Regions from separate parts of the Mus musculus genome. Here region 2 is linked to region 1. A link is a contact called in public Hi-C data. All regions are on one chromosome and are shown on one strand. The core of a region is the stretch at or near the end of the contact, and the rest is flanking DNA. Distances in the headings are between cores, read along the strand shown.

Region 1 (6,921 bases), core at 3,311-5,810:
CTGCCTTCATGTGGATTAGCGTAGAGACCTGGTAAGAAGGGGAAGTTTCTGGAACAAAAGAGAGCCAGGATTGTTTATTAAAGAAGAGAAATGCTATTTTACATATTGGTACGGGCAGCCTGGTTGGTGTCCCTCCAGTCAGTATCTTTTCTGCTGAACTTATGGTAGGCAAGCTGTCTTTTCAAATGCCTGGAGAATGGTGGTGTCCACTCTACACCCAGGGCTTAAAACCCCCACTAGTATTTAATTTGCTTTCAAATCTGTCATTTGAGGAGAACAGCAGAACAGCCCATGTCTATTATGGTCAGCATCTGCTGAGACAGCCCAAAGGCTAGGCAGGGTCACCTGGCAGCCGTCGGCTTGGCAAGCTTTGGCTAGGACCTCGGTTAAGGCTGTTGGCTGAACACCTGTACTGGCCTTCTCTTCATGGCTGCTTGGCACCCTCTGAACAGGGTGACTGAGTTCCAGGAGAAGGTAGTTCCGGGAAGGTTGGCAGAAATTCGGACCTAGTTTCGGAAGTCACTCAGCATCGTTCCTGCCTTGCCACAGGTGGCCTGGACTCAGGAGCCTAAACCCAGGAAACAATGGTGTCTCTCTGTGGGAAGGGCTTCAGCACCATGTTTTAAGACGCACAGCTAACAGCCATAGAAAGTCCTGGCTGGGGCATGGTGGCATGGCTGTCCCAGGAAGTATTACGAAACACCAAAGCAAGACAGTTTTGTCTTAAAGTTTCCAACGCAGAATAAGGGTGTGTTAGGGTGGAGAGAGGGTACTGTAATGGAAAACAGAATTTGCTGTTTAACCAGTTTCTGTTCATTTGTGATGCATTCTAAGAGGTAGAATCTGCTCTGCTTTTACATCACAGAATGAAGTCTCGATTAGGGCCTTCTCGATGTCAAGGGTGTTTGTCTAAGATTGGTGGTATGTCTAAAATTCGTATGGTTTAAATTTTCATACATATGGAATTTTTGGTAGAAAGGGATTCCGATTAATTGATGATTAGGCACTTAGAATATTTATTAAATAATTTAAGTATTATTAAGTAGCTTGTATTATATATTTAAATAATTAATCATTTCTTCATTAATGATATTTTACTTAATCTTATACCAAATCCCTACTAATAGATTCAGTCATTATCATCTTTTTTGTCCCAATAAAATCATTCTCTAACTCACAAGCCTAGGCGCTAAGTATCTGGATATAAACGCAGATGCACCTTAGCCACAACTGAGTTGCGCTCTCTGGACCTCCATTTTCTTCATTGTAAGTTTGGAATATTTTGTCATATGGACACTGACATACAAGATGTCTATTTGGGGTACCTTGAGCTGTGTGAGGGAGATAGCCCAGATCACTTTAGCCTGTCTCCCAGGATCTGAAGGTCCCAGCAATGGGAAAGGCATTCATATGACTACCATGGAAATGGGGGTGAGAGCTCTTTGTAGTGAAGGCAGTTCCCAAAGGTAATAGCTGGTGGGTTTCCAGGCCCTTCCGTGGGATCAGTAGTAGATCACTTGTGTGGCATGACAAGGCCTTAGGTTTTTGGTTTTTTCTTTCTGTGTGTATGGATGTTTTGCCTGCATGTATATCTGTGCACCATTTATATGCCTGGTGCCCACAGAAGCCTGAAGAGGGCATCATATTCCCTGGGACCGAAGTTACAGGTGGTTGTGAGCTGTGAGGGGTTCTAGGAATTAAACCTACTGACTGGTCCTCTGGAAGATCAGTGCTCTTAACTGCCAAGCCACTTCACCAGAAGGTTTTGGATTTGATCTTTACACTACACACTAAATGACCTTGGTCACACACCAGAGTCCAAACTAAGACCTCTTTCAAGCCATTAATCTTCCCTCTTTCTACTTTCAGCCATGCAGACTTACTAAACTCCATACTGGAAAATCTTTTACATATGTTGGAATTTAGTTTTTAATTAAAATGTATATTTTCTCATGATCTTAAACATGTATAGGATGTACTGAGATCATATCCACAAACCCCGCTGCCTTCTCGTTTCCGCCTCCTACTTTCCTGCTTCTGTGCTTGTGTGTATGAGTAAGTTTAATTAGGGCTGCCTGCATGAACATGGGGAGGGAATAGTTACTGGAGTATGTGCTATACCATTTGAAGAAAGGACTCCCATTCCCCTAGCAACTATTAACAGCCAGTTGCTGTGGTGTCTGTGTGTGTGTGTGTGTGTGTGTGTGTATTTCATCAGTCCCTCTCTATACATGATGAAGGACCACATCTTGTACAGGTTTTGTGTAGTTAGCTATGAACGCAACGGCCACATCGTATCCAGAAGATGAAGTGCTGAAGCTGGGGTCTGTTATCCTTCATAGACACAGACAGCATGCGCTGGAGAGGAACGGTGTAGAGATTGGAATGTTGATGCTAGGCGTCCAGATGATGTTGCCTGGGTCGGAACCTCAGTCTTGGGTTAGAACACTTTTATTTCCACAGTTTGAACATTTCTAGCTTCAAAGAAATGTGTCTAAAGGAGAATGTGGATGTGACAAACGGGCTGTGGGGCTGTTCCCACAGTCACAGGGACTCCTCTGAGAAAGCATTTGCAGAGATCAGACAAGATTAGGTCAACAATGTGCTTGTACTTTTATTATAAAAGTAAAATAAAAAAGTAAATAGCATTTATAAATTCAACATTTCTTCTTTTAAAGTATTTGATTTAGAAAACATATTTACAATAGTAAAATGCATAAAACGGGGAAAATACTATTTTCAGCACTGATTGTAGCATGTTTTAAATATTGTAAGTTCATGTGTTTTTTATTTTTAAATCACAGATAAACCACATTAAAAAAAGAAATGTCTTTTTTTTATTGCGCATCAAGGTACTCATTTAAAAATATGTTTTTCCTTAATCTTAATTTGAATGCACAACTTACAGTAGATGGCTAGAAAGGACACCGGGTGGGGACAGCGACACCTTTTAATGACAGCAGGAACCCAGCGGAGGGACAGCAGTAACAACACAAAGCAAATGTGATCCAGTAGCAGCAGAGAAAGCTCAAGACACTGCACCTGAGCCATAGAGTGCAGCTGAGCGAGCGAGCGCCATGATTGCTAGACACCGTCTGTGCGTGGCAACTACATTTCATTTCAGAACCAAGAAAGGACGCCAAATTCGGAAGGCCTTGAATGAAATCGAGTGACCCTGCAGGCCGGCGATTCTCCAGCACCTTTGGATTCGCTTTGCCTTCCTCCTTTGGGACGATGCAATGGACTGTCAGGGCTTTGGTTTACACAGTGTGGGGGAACGGCCAGCAGGCTAAATTTTGCCTTCAATAGGTCCTTCCTGCCCATAACCGTGGGGCATTTTGTTCAGAGATAGCAGTGGGCTGTCTCCAGTAAGAGACTCTGTAAAGCTGAGTTTGCGGAAGGATGTCTCCACACCACTGTCACAGACGCTGTCACTATCCCGGAGTTCATCTGCGGAGAAAGCACAGACTCATGAGGGGCTGAGTTAGGCCATGGCAAGGGCTTTGTTCTGCCTGCTGTCCCTGTCACCTTCAACTGTCAACTTCACACGTCTAGAATCACTTGAGGAGGGAGGTGCAGATGAGGGAGGGCCCAGCCAGATGAGACTGGTCTGTGGGCGTGTCCTGACAGTTAACTGACTGGAGGAGGACCTATCCTCTGTAGACAGCACCACTCCCTGAGAGGCAGTCCAGGGCTGTGTAAGAAAGCCAGTGGAGCATGAGCCCATGAGGCAGCAAGCCGGGGTGCTCAGCAGTTTCAGATTCAAAGTCTTTGGGTTCCTGCCCTGAATCCCTTCCATGATGGATAGGAGCTGGGGGCTGATATAAACCCAGAGAGCTTTGTCACAGTGCCCTAGAGCACCATCCACAGCAGTGGGCTCCCTCCCAGGCTCCGTGTGGACTATGGTATGGAGGGTTGTGCTTGCTAGCTCCTGCGCAGCACGGCATCCCACCTCCCCATCATGCCACCGGTGCTGCTTGGCTGTGTGAATGGCAGGGTTATCAAATGACATTAGAGAGTGCTACAGGGTACATCAGTCTTTCTGTTGAACAGAATCTGTTCTGAATTCTCTTGGTTCAGGATAAACATGTTTTCCTTTGTAAAGTGAGGCATATTTTTCTAACTGCTCTATCATTTTACCTTTTGTCTTTTTTTTTTTTTTTTTTTTTTTTAACGGCTGGGCAAACTGCTGAATACAAGGCAAAATAAACTCATAACAGAAGCAGGAACTAAAAATGGCACCTTTCTCTGAGCTGTATGAGCTTTTAAAGAATACACATTGCCTAGAAAATTTTCTTTTGGTGCAAGAAAATGAGGCTTTTTTTTTTTTTTTTAAATGTGTCTATACCAAAAGCTTAAGTTAAATTCTATCGCCTGAAAAGCATTCCTGGGAACCAGAGCAGATTATTTCTGTACAGAGTGACTAAAGAAACAGAAGCATAACACTTACTAAGCAAATGTTTGACTCTCATCATTGAATCTTAACGTCAGAACACTGAGACTCAATGACCATGCCAGAGCGGTGTCCTGGTGTTACCTCATCCAGTCAACTGTCTGTTGTGTAACAGGGACTGGGCAGCATTTGAAAGGCTTACTGTGTATTATGGTTCGGATCTTAAAATGTCCCACAAAGGCTGTGTGCTAAGTAAAGGCTTGGTTTCTAGCCTGTGACATTATCTGGAGGTGATACAACTCTTTGACTATGGGGCCTCACAGAAGGAAGTTAGGTCATGGAGGGCGTGGCTTTGAAAGAGATCTGTACTGGGGCTCCTCCCCATCTCTGTGTACTTCCAAACACCTTGAAGTGAGTAGGATTCCTCTACCATGTGCTTCCTCCGTGATGAAGGGTTTTGCTATACCCCGAAGGCAGTGGACCATGGGACCTATAAAAACTGTGTGCCCAACCAAATCTCTCCTAAGTTGGTCACAATGATGGAAATTTAATACAGTATTTAAGTATTTGCTTTGTGTTTGTGGGATGTGTGCTCATGTGCAGGTGTGGGGTGTGGGGAGGTCAACATTGTGTGACTTCCTTGTTCCTTCTCCATCTTGTTTTTAGAGACTGGCCAGTGAGTCCCGTGGATCCACCTCTCTCGGTGTCCTTTCCTCTATGAGTGGGCTACCGGGTTGTACATATTTGTCACCCTACCTGGCTTTCCCAAAGGTAGAGGAGGGGACACTTGCCGTGTTCCTAGCTGCTAAGTATTTAGTTTTTAATTGTGACTGGAGCCCTATCATGTCACATCACCGTGGTGCAGAGAACTGATGGAGGGGCAAGCAAAGAGTCAAAGAGGCTGACTAGGAGCCACTGTTGGAGTTCAGGCAAGCAGTGAGGATGGGTGGAACTTGGCATCTGCCAAGAAGAGATGCCCTTTCAGGGTTAAGCATGAGGACCTGAATGCCAGAAAGTATTCATTGCCACTCTTAGATTTTGTTACAGCCTGGCTATACTTTTGACAGTCATGGCCAGTATGAGTTTGTGCAAGAGCCAAGAGTTGTGTGAAGATGATAAAAGTTTATTCGGCCGTAAAGAGAGATGAAACTTGCAGGTTAATGGAGAATACTAATCAAGGCAGCCCAGAGACATAAATACCATTCGTTCTCTCTCACGTGTGGATCCTAGCTTCCAACAGTCACGTATGTATATTCATGTGGAAGTGAGCGTGAGCAGAGGCCAGAAAACTAGCAAAGGCCTCCAGGGGGCGGAAAACAGGCTTTAAAGGGATGGAAAGGGTAGGGAACACATGTGAAAATGGGAAGGGAGCGAGTGCGGGGGGGGGGGGGGAGGGAGGGAGTAGAGGGTCCAGGGCTGGGGCGATGGGAGCTGAGGGAGTCATGAGAATAAACCAGAACTAAGTATGTATAAAAATGCCCTAAGGACCCCAGTGCACACATACATGCACAGGAGTGAGGAGGAGGCAGCAGGGTGGGTGTGGGTGACAAGGCCCTGAGAGGACACTGGTGAGTGAGGGCTATCAGCTGTGACAGGATGAGTGTCAATCGGGCAACGTGGAGGAGAGTGTAGGAGAGGAGGGGACAGAAGCAGATGGCAGACAGAGGTGGTGAGCTGACCAGCAGTTATCATATTCTTCTGAGAAGTTTGAACTCAACTAAAGGGTGTAACAAGGAAGTGATGTCTCGTTTTTCTCTAAATTTCTTTCTCTTTTAAAAAATCTGTTTACTGTTTATTGGATATAATACTCTTAATGATGACATTTTTCTACTGAACTTGGAGGCTGTGTTTACCTGTAGATTCCCCCATATGAGAAATGCGAACAAAAATAACAGCATGTATCATACAAACGTGAAAACATGAGCTAACCAAAGCGCTATCAATGGACAAAGCCATTCATTGAGATGTAACATTAATCAAAGCGGGGCTAAGCAGCCTGTGGCCAGGCGGGCCAGTGTTTAAAGATGAGAAGTTACATCCTAGCAAGAGGTTCTCCACAGCAGGTGGGGAAGGAAGGACAGTACAGGACAAAGAGGCAAGAATCAGGTGTCCAGGACCTGCTGAAGGTGACAGGCAGGCTCCCAGGGGAGGACTGCCCCAGGTGGAAGGCAGACATAACCTACTGAGCCCAGATGGAAGGCCTGCCACCCGGGTGCTGGCATAATACAAAGATGGGAGAATGCTAGTTGTTCCTGGTCTCAGTGGAGTTTGTGGCTAGGGTAGAAAATGAACAAGAAGAAAGGGTGCAGAGGTTAGAGAAAGCACGGGCCGGGAACAATGACATAATTCAAGCCTGTACCGAGATCCATTCGTACAAATGCATGTGTTGGGGGTGACAGGTGGATGTTAGTGTGGGAAGACAAAGGCAGGACCATGAGCAGGGTGGGAGCTGAAGGACGGGGAGTGCCGAGGGAGGGAGGAGGTGGGGGACCTGAGGGTGGTGGCATGAAAGGAAGGGTCATACAGTA
Region 2 (6,921 bases), core at 2,487-4,986, 88 kb after region 1:
TGAAGCAGCTGGACTGAGTGGAGAAATTCTAAAGGCATGGCTGTATGCCATCAAGGACAAAGTCAGGAGAATTCCTGTCAGTAACTATATAGCATCTAGGTTCAGAGATATAGGCAGCCGAGGCCTGACTCACTGTAAGCACCACCAACAACAACACCACCAACACCAACAACTCTTTCTGTTCTGTTCGATTTCTTTGGGGGAAAAGGCTCTCTAAATTTCCAAACCCATTAAAATACCATAATCCAAAGAGAACCACAATGCGCACTATGAAAAGTAGGCGGTCAGACACCAGCTAGAAGGTGCACTTGGAAATCAGGGAGGGGGTGGGGTGGCAGGGTGGTTTAAAATTCTAGTAACCATAACAGGTGTCACTTAGGTGTCATTTAATGTACTGTTTTGTTTAGCAATGGGGCAAAGATACTGGGAAAAGAGACTTTTCACAACATTTTTTGTTTTGTATCTTGCACGCACAATAAATTGCTAAAGATTAAATTATAAAATGTTAAAGTTTCTTTTCCATAGAGAATTTTTTGAAGAAAACATAATGTAAGGGCTATGGCCACATAAAGTGTATACCATGTAAAATATTCAGAGGGCGTAAATTCTGCAAGTCGATTTTCAGGAGTTTGTGATGTGCTCTGATCTAACTGTTTGCATTCTTGTTCTACAACTGTAAGTTAAATATTATGGAATTGCTATAACAATGGGGAGATTTGTACAGTGACATGGAAATTTATCTAATACACATTAGACATGTATTAGAATAAAAAGGGGGCTGAATCTAAATTTAAATCATTGAACCTAAAATGCCCTGACAGTGTTAAATAAAATATGAAGTATGAATTCGTCAACACTCCTAATTATTCCTGACTGCTCTTCAGAAGCGTCCCCCTTTCTGTGTGTCCTCCTGTCTGACAGTATGTCACACTAATGATAAAGGCTGGCAATGGACTTTTTTTTTTTCAGTAATGCTGATTTCTAAAAGCTTTCTTTTAAAAATAAATCAATGTTTCTGTGCATGCTACCACACTGAGATTTACAGAACCTGGTTTCCCACTTCTTTTATTTTCAATATTATTTCACCAGGAGCATCGTGACAATGACCTAGAACAATACATGCACGCACTGCAAATGCAAATCTGAGAGCTGACGAAGAAACCCATTCATGATGGAGTGTCAGCCTAATGGGCTGGCAGACCCATGGGAAACACTCAGCTAGCTAATCCATGCGAAGCTTATTAGTGAGTGGGAGATACAGAACATATGTTAACTCACCAGACAGTCTAATAGCTCACTCATGATAAATTATAGGAAGAAAGATGCAAGATAAACTTTTCGTTGTCCTGAGAAAGACACAGGCTCATATATTTGTGTGCTTAGTCACCAGGGAGTGACACTATTTGAAAGGATTAAAAGGATTACGAAGTGTGGCCTTGTTAGAGGAAGTCTGTCACTGAGGAGGAGCACTGAGGTTTCAAAAGCCCATCCCAAGTCCAGAGTCTGTCTTTCTCTGCCTACAGACCATGATGCAGAACTCTCAGCTCCTGATTCTGTGCCTGCCTGTGTCCTCTGCTCTCTGCCATCATGATAATGGACTAAACGTCTACAATTGTACGCCAGGCCCATTTAAAGGCTTTCTTTTAGAAGAGTTGCCTTGGTCATGATGTCTCTTCACAGCAATAGAACTGTAGCAAAGACAGATAAATTTTCTGCCAATAGCTACTGACAGTCTAACATATTTGAGTCTGAAGTGGTTGCATGCCATTACCCTATAACTTGTATTTTTCCCTGAGGGGGAGTTTAGAAGTTATTCTCTGAAGTATTCTGGGCTCACAGGACTGGATGGCTGGTCCTACCATCTTCTAGAAGTGATCCAAAGATCCTGGAAGGCTCAGGATTAACCCAGGGACAATTTACCTAATCCCTGGTGCCAGTTACGCTGAGGAGGAGAAGCCAGTGAGTGCTCTGGCCTCAGGACAAGTGCTCTCCTTTGTATGGGGAAAGCTAAGCTTGACAGACTGCTTCCACATAACTAAGGAACCGGAGGTAATGCTTACGTATGCTGCCCTCTTGCTATGCTGAGCCCAGAAAGTAGAGTCCACCTGAAGAGCCAAGCTTCAGAGAGAATGAGTCATTTGCTCAGGCTGACAGACTAGAGCTGGCCTCTCTAACTGCACAGCTTATGGCCCTTGTACTAGCGTAATGGGTGATGTGATTTTCCTCTTGACAGAAGTATTATTCATTTAAAAACATCTTTGCTTCAAGCCTCTCAAAAGTTCTGGCTGGAGCTAGTCTACTCATGATATTAACTGCTAGCTAGGATCTTTTTTTCAAGGTTTTATTAATTTTTATTTTATGTGGCTTGAGTGTTTTGCCTGCAAGCATGACTGTGCACCACAAATGTAAGGGTACTGGCAGAGGCAAGGAGGGGAGTGCCAGATCCCCTGGAACCAGCGTGACAGGAGGTTGTCAGTCATCATGTGGGAGTTAGGAACCAGCCTGAGTCCTCTGCAAGAGCAGTAAGCACTCTTACTAGTTAAGCCATCTATCTCTTCAGCCATATTAAGTAGGCTACTAAAGGGTTACACACCTGTGCTGGGGGCTGGGTGGGCTGGGCTGGGTTGGAGTGCTGCCTGCCAGGATAACTGCTAACATTCAAGCTGTTCCTGTTGTTTTTTGTTTGCTTTCAGATAAGACCCTCTAGAGAAGATTGCAAAGAGCTGCTTTAAACCAGCCGCCTTTGCCAACTCCCTCTTCTACGTGATGTGGAGTGATTTTTTGCTTACTATAATCTTGTTATAATGGTGAATTCTCCACACTTGAGGCGTTCTGCCAATTTTGTGCATGCCAACACACGAAGTAGCATGCTGTCACGGTGACTGGAGCGGGAAGAGGCTCCCTCTATATTCCCTGAGCGCTCTTTAGCCTTCATGCACACACTGTCCAGTCAAATTGTGTTGTCTCCACTGGGGAGATGCACATTAGGAGTCTCAGCATGTTTCTCTCGTTTCTGCAACATGCCTTCTCCCGAGTGTGCTTTCTGTTCCTACATCTAGTACCTGGTGAGCCCATAGAACTCTTCTACAGTGTAACCCAGAGAACAGAATAGGACCTTACAGTGCATGAATTTCAGATGAGCTACTTACAAGGCAATCCAAACGTGAAGGGAGAGAGAGAAAGAGAGAGAGAGAAAGAGAGAGAGAGAGAGAGAGAGAGAGAGAGAGAGAGAGAGAGAGAGAGAGAAAGAGAGAGAGAATATCTCACAAAAGCCACAGTTAGCTAAACTAAAAATTAAAACATGTGTGTGTGTGTGTGTGAGAGAGAGAGAGAGAGAGAGAGAGAGAGAGAAAGAGAGAGAGAGTGTGTGTGTGTGTCATCCACAGTGCTGTAGGAACAGATTTGTGATACTTGTGTATGCCATGGTCTGTATCACAGGGAAACCATGTTTGAAATGTTACCTGGATGTTTTTGGCCCTTCATCAACCCATCAGAAAGAGGTTTGCCTACCCTGTCAGTTTCCAAAGAAACAAAACTACACAAGAGTGGCATAGTCTGAACTCAGGGCTTATAGCTGTAGTAGGCTCAAAACAATGGCCACTGCCCTTTTCTATCCCTCACAACACAGGGACAATAAAATTGACATCTCTGCCCCTTGAATGTTGTCAGGCCCTTGGCAGGCCCTGACCAACAGGAGGATGCAGACATGAGTCATGAACATGGCTTTCAAGAAGCCGTTCAATGACTGGATTTTCTTTCCTGGAAGGGAAAGGCCTGGCCAGCCCAGTGGAGGATGAGAACCCACGTGTGGAGTGGAAACGCAGCAGAGCTCAGCCAAGACTTCCCAGGCTGAGCCCTCGGTGGCAGAGCAGCTGAGGACCTCCACAGAGCAGCCAGACAAATCACCACACACAGTCACAGGTCGCAAGAAATGAGGCATATCTGTGTTTCTATGTGCTTCTTCATGATTTATCTCGCCGCAGCAAAGGCTAGCCAATCAGAACGGTTAGTAAATGGAAAGACAGCAGCCTACACGATACAGCTTGGTCAGTGTCATGGGAACAGAGGGCGTGTGGAGCATGGGTTAATTACCCTGGCAATTCAGTATCACAGCTTTAATTACACTCTTAGTCACGGTCTGGACTTTGCACTGGCTTTTCTCCATCGGCTACTGAGTTCTCAATTGAACAAAAAATAAATAATTTTTTTTAAAAAAAGGAAAGAGCAAAAAGAAACAAAACAAAACAAAAAACCCAAGCTATCCAAGATACGAGCCCAACCCCCGTGACATCAGTACATGATTAGAACTGTTAAGGCTCTGAAGGTGTATTTGGTAATGAGCCCCTGTTAGCTTTAGGTAACGATGCCATTAGAAAACAAGTTAATGATACATTAAACCCATCAACCCTAATGTCTACAGTTTACTACTCGACAACAAGCCCGACTCCTGACTGTCTCATTCTTGCAAATGTAGCCTTCTCCAACCAATGCAGTGAACAGTCTTGTTGTCGCTCACTTCTTTCCTCACACTGTTTCTTGTGTGTGCACTTCCTTTCTATGTCCATAGCCACACCCTAGGGCAGACCTTATTACCTCACTCTGACAGAAACAGCTTTTCTACCGCTCACCCCCATGGCAGGGTATCTTCCTGATTAAATATCTTTCAGATCACAGCCAGGTGCTTTACATAGTGAAGTCCAAAGAGCAACTACTCAGCATATGATTATATTATATTATATATTATATAAGCACCACAACTATCACCATGATCCAACACAAGCACTTTACTATAGGGAAATCAATCATTTAAAGATGCATTGCTTGGCCAACAAGAGGGCTCTGCAGGTAAAAACACTTGCTGCTAAGCCCAAGGACCTAAGTCCTTACTTGGAACTTACATGCTCGAAGGAAAGAACCAGCTTCCAAAATTGTCCTTTGACCTCTACACATGTGAATGCTCACTGCATACACGCACACACGCATGTGTACACACACACATGTAACAGCTCTATGTCATTTCTTTCCAGTGTGTACATCTCTTCACACTCGAGATTCTATCCTGTTTAGATATTATGTATTCCACAACATGGTACTTCAAAATCAACTTCTTCCATAAAACCTGTATTTTCTCTTCCACTGTTATCGCCTCAGTCCATAAGGTCTATAACATTTCCTGGTGGTTTTGCACTATGGTTCACTGTTTCTATGCAACTTAATCATACATTATATATTTACAGTCTCCTTAAATGGTGTGCCTTACAGCCAGCAATGGGAGTTTTGATTTTGTATTTCAAAACCAGTAGACTAAATGATTTATACTGAAACCAGACAGAAAGGGTCGCTCACCTATACTCAATTCCCTTCACATTGAATACCAAGAACAAGCACATTCGTAGGAAGAGGAACACATCATTGCTTGCCAGAGGCCAGGGGAGTGAGTGAAGACTGGGAAGGGAGCCATCATTTACCACATTCAAGGCACTCTTCTGGGATGATGAGAAAGTTTCAAAACAAAGCTGTAGAGAAATGCTAGCTAGCCAACATATTGAATATATAAATGCCCTGGAATAATGTCTTTCAAAATCATTAATAGCATGCTACAGCTGGGCAGTGGTGGAGCATGCCTTTAATCCTAGCACTCCAGAGGCAGAGGCAGGTAGATCTGAGTTCAAGATCAGCCTGGTCTACAGAGTGGGTTCCAGGACAGCCAGGGCTACACAGAGAAACCCTGTCTTGAAAAAAAAAATCTTTAAAAATCCACACAAATCTAATTTCAGTCATTATAAATCAACCACTATTTGATCTTGCCAAATTCATATGTAATTATGAAACACAATAGCCTGAGACACTAAACAAGAGATACAGGCTGCACAGTTTAAGTGAACTCCAAGCTCACCTTCTGACTGAGGGCACTTTCTAATCCAGGCCACAGGAAGCAGAGTTCAAATAAAGAGCAGTGATCTCATTGGTCAGAGAAATGGTATATGTGCAAAGCCTCAAAAATCTATAATCAGCCCACCTTTACTCTGATGAAATCCTAACAGAGATCCCAAAAAGCTCAGTGAAAGCCACTGTTGTTCTATAAATGCTCTGATAAGATTACAGACGCCATACAGAGCTGAGAGACACTGAGGGTGCAATCACGTGGGCTGAAGAGACATCAGTAAACGTTCTGAACATGTGTGCTTATAGCAGTCTAGGGGAAAACCGTGTTATAAGAGTCAAGAACACATCATAAAATAAGGGCGACTTTAAATGCATCTTAGTAAGGCCTACTAGGACAAAACTCAACTCTGAATAAAAGAAAAACATGCAAACTCTTCACATCATGATATCTATAATGAACAACAAAAACATTGAAGCCACAAAGAAGCAGGTAGCTTTGTCCCAGAATGGTTTGACAATAAAGGTAAACTGACACTTTCTAATAAAGCAGAGCTGAGAGAATTCATAACGCGTAGAAGTGACAGAAGACATCCTAAAAGCAGATCTTTGTGGTGAAGGGAAATGAGATAGAATTGGACCTTTAAGAAACAAGGAAAACACTACTGGTGATAAAGGTGTGGGCACATGGGGCTTTCGCTTTGCAGTATGTTCAAACTTACTGTACAACAAACACATTGAACAACACAATATATTATGGAGTATTCTGAACCCATGGAGGGAAAAAAGTCTACCAGCACTAGCAGAGAGGTGAGAACAAATCAAAGCTTCCACATTAGGTACATAGCGCTTCACTCGCTATAGACGCAGGATGCAGAAAGTCCTACTACAGAAAGCCACCGTTTTACAGAACTACCAGACGGGAGATAAAATGGAACTCTTCAAGTGCTACGTTTATTTCATTTAAAAGATGACAATGAAAGACAAAATGTGGATAAAGAAGAGGTATATTAAATGCAAATAAAATAAACTCAGCTA

The links. A called contact is a pair of places that touch in the nucleus more often than the background predicts.
Region 2: a Hi-C map of muscle stem cells shows a contact between it and region 1, with 1.9 times the contacts expected there. The contact joins two enhancer-like sites. A contact is called at or near these places in 1 of 39 promoter capture datasets (the HPC-7 cell line), 10 of 484 Hi-C or Micro-C datasets (CD8 T cells, bone marrow-derived macrophages, conventional type 1 dendritic cells and 6 more), 4 of 115 datasets of contacts at active chromatin or transcription factors (bone marrow-derived macrophages, embryonic stem cells and memory CD8 T cells) and 3 of 9 other capture datasets (adipose tissue, liver and pancreatic islet).

Annotation. Positions count from the first base shown.
Region 1 is chr3:135,582,066-135,588,986 of GRCm38.p6, forward strand. Nfkb1 (nuclear factor of kappa light polypeptide gene enhancer in B cells 1, p105) reads right to left here. Exons shown (of 25, transcript NM_008689.2): 25 at 2,590-3,450. The coding sequence ends at 3,290. Among named protein-coding and RNA genes, the nearest start is that of Gm46827, 23 kb to the right of the region's middle. Within about 2 kb of position 4,561, at least 77 of the 459 cell types and tissues checked have an H3K27ac peak or open chromatin away from gene starts, as enhancers often do. A contact at or near this core is called in muscle stem cells and regulatory T cells, where this site is marked.
Region 2 is chr3:135,671,120-135,678,040 of GRCm38.p6, forward strand. All of the region lies in intron 1 of Nfkb1 (nuclear factor of kappa light polypeptide gene enhancer in B cells 1, p105), which reads right to left. Among named protein-coding and RNA genes, the nearest start is that of Nfkb1, 17 kb to the right of the region's middle. Within about 2 kb of position 3,737, at least 128 of the 459 cell types and tissues checked have an H3K27ac peak or open chromatin away from gene starts, as enhancers often do. A contact at or near this core is called in muscle stem cells and regulatory T cells, where this site is marked.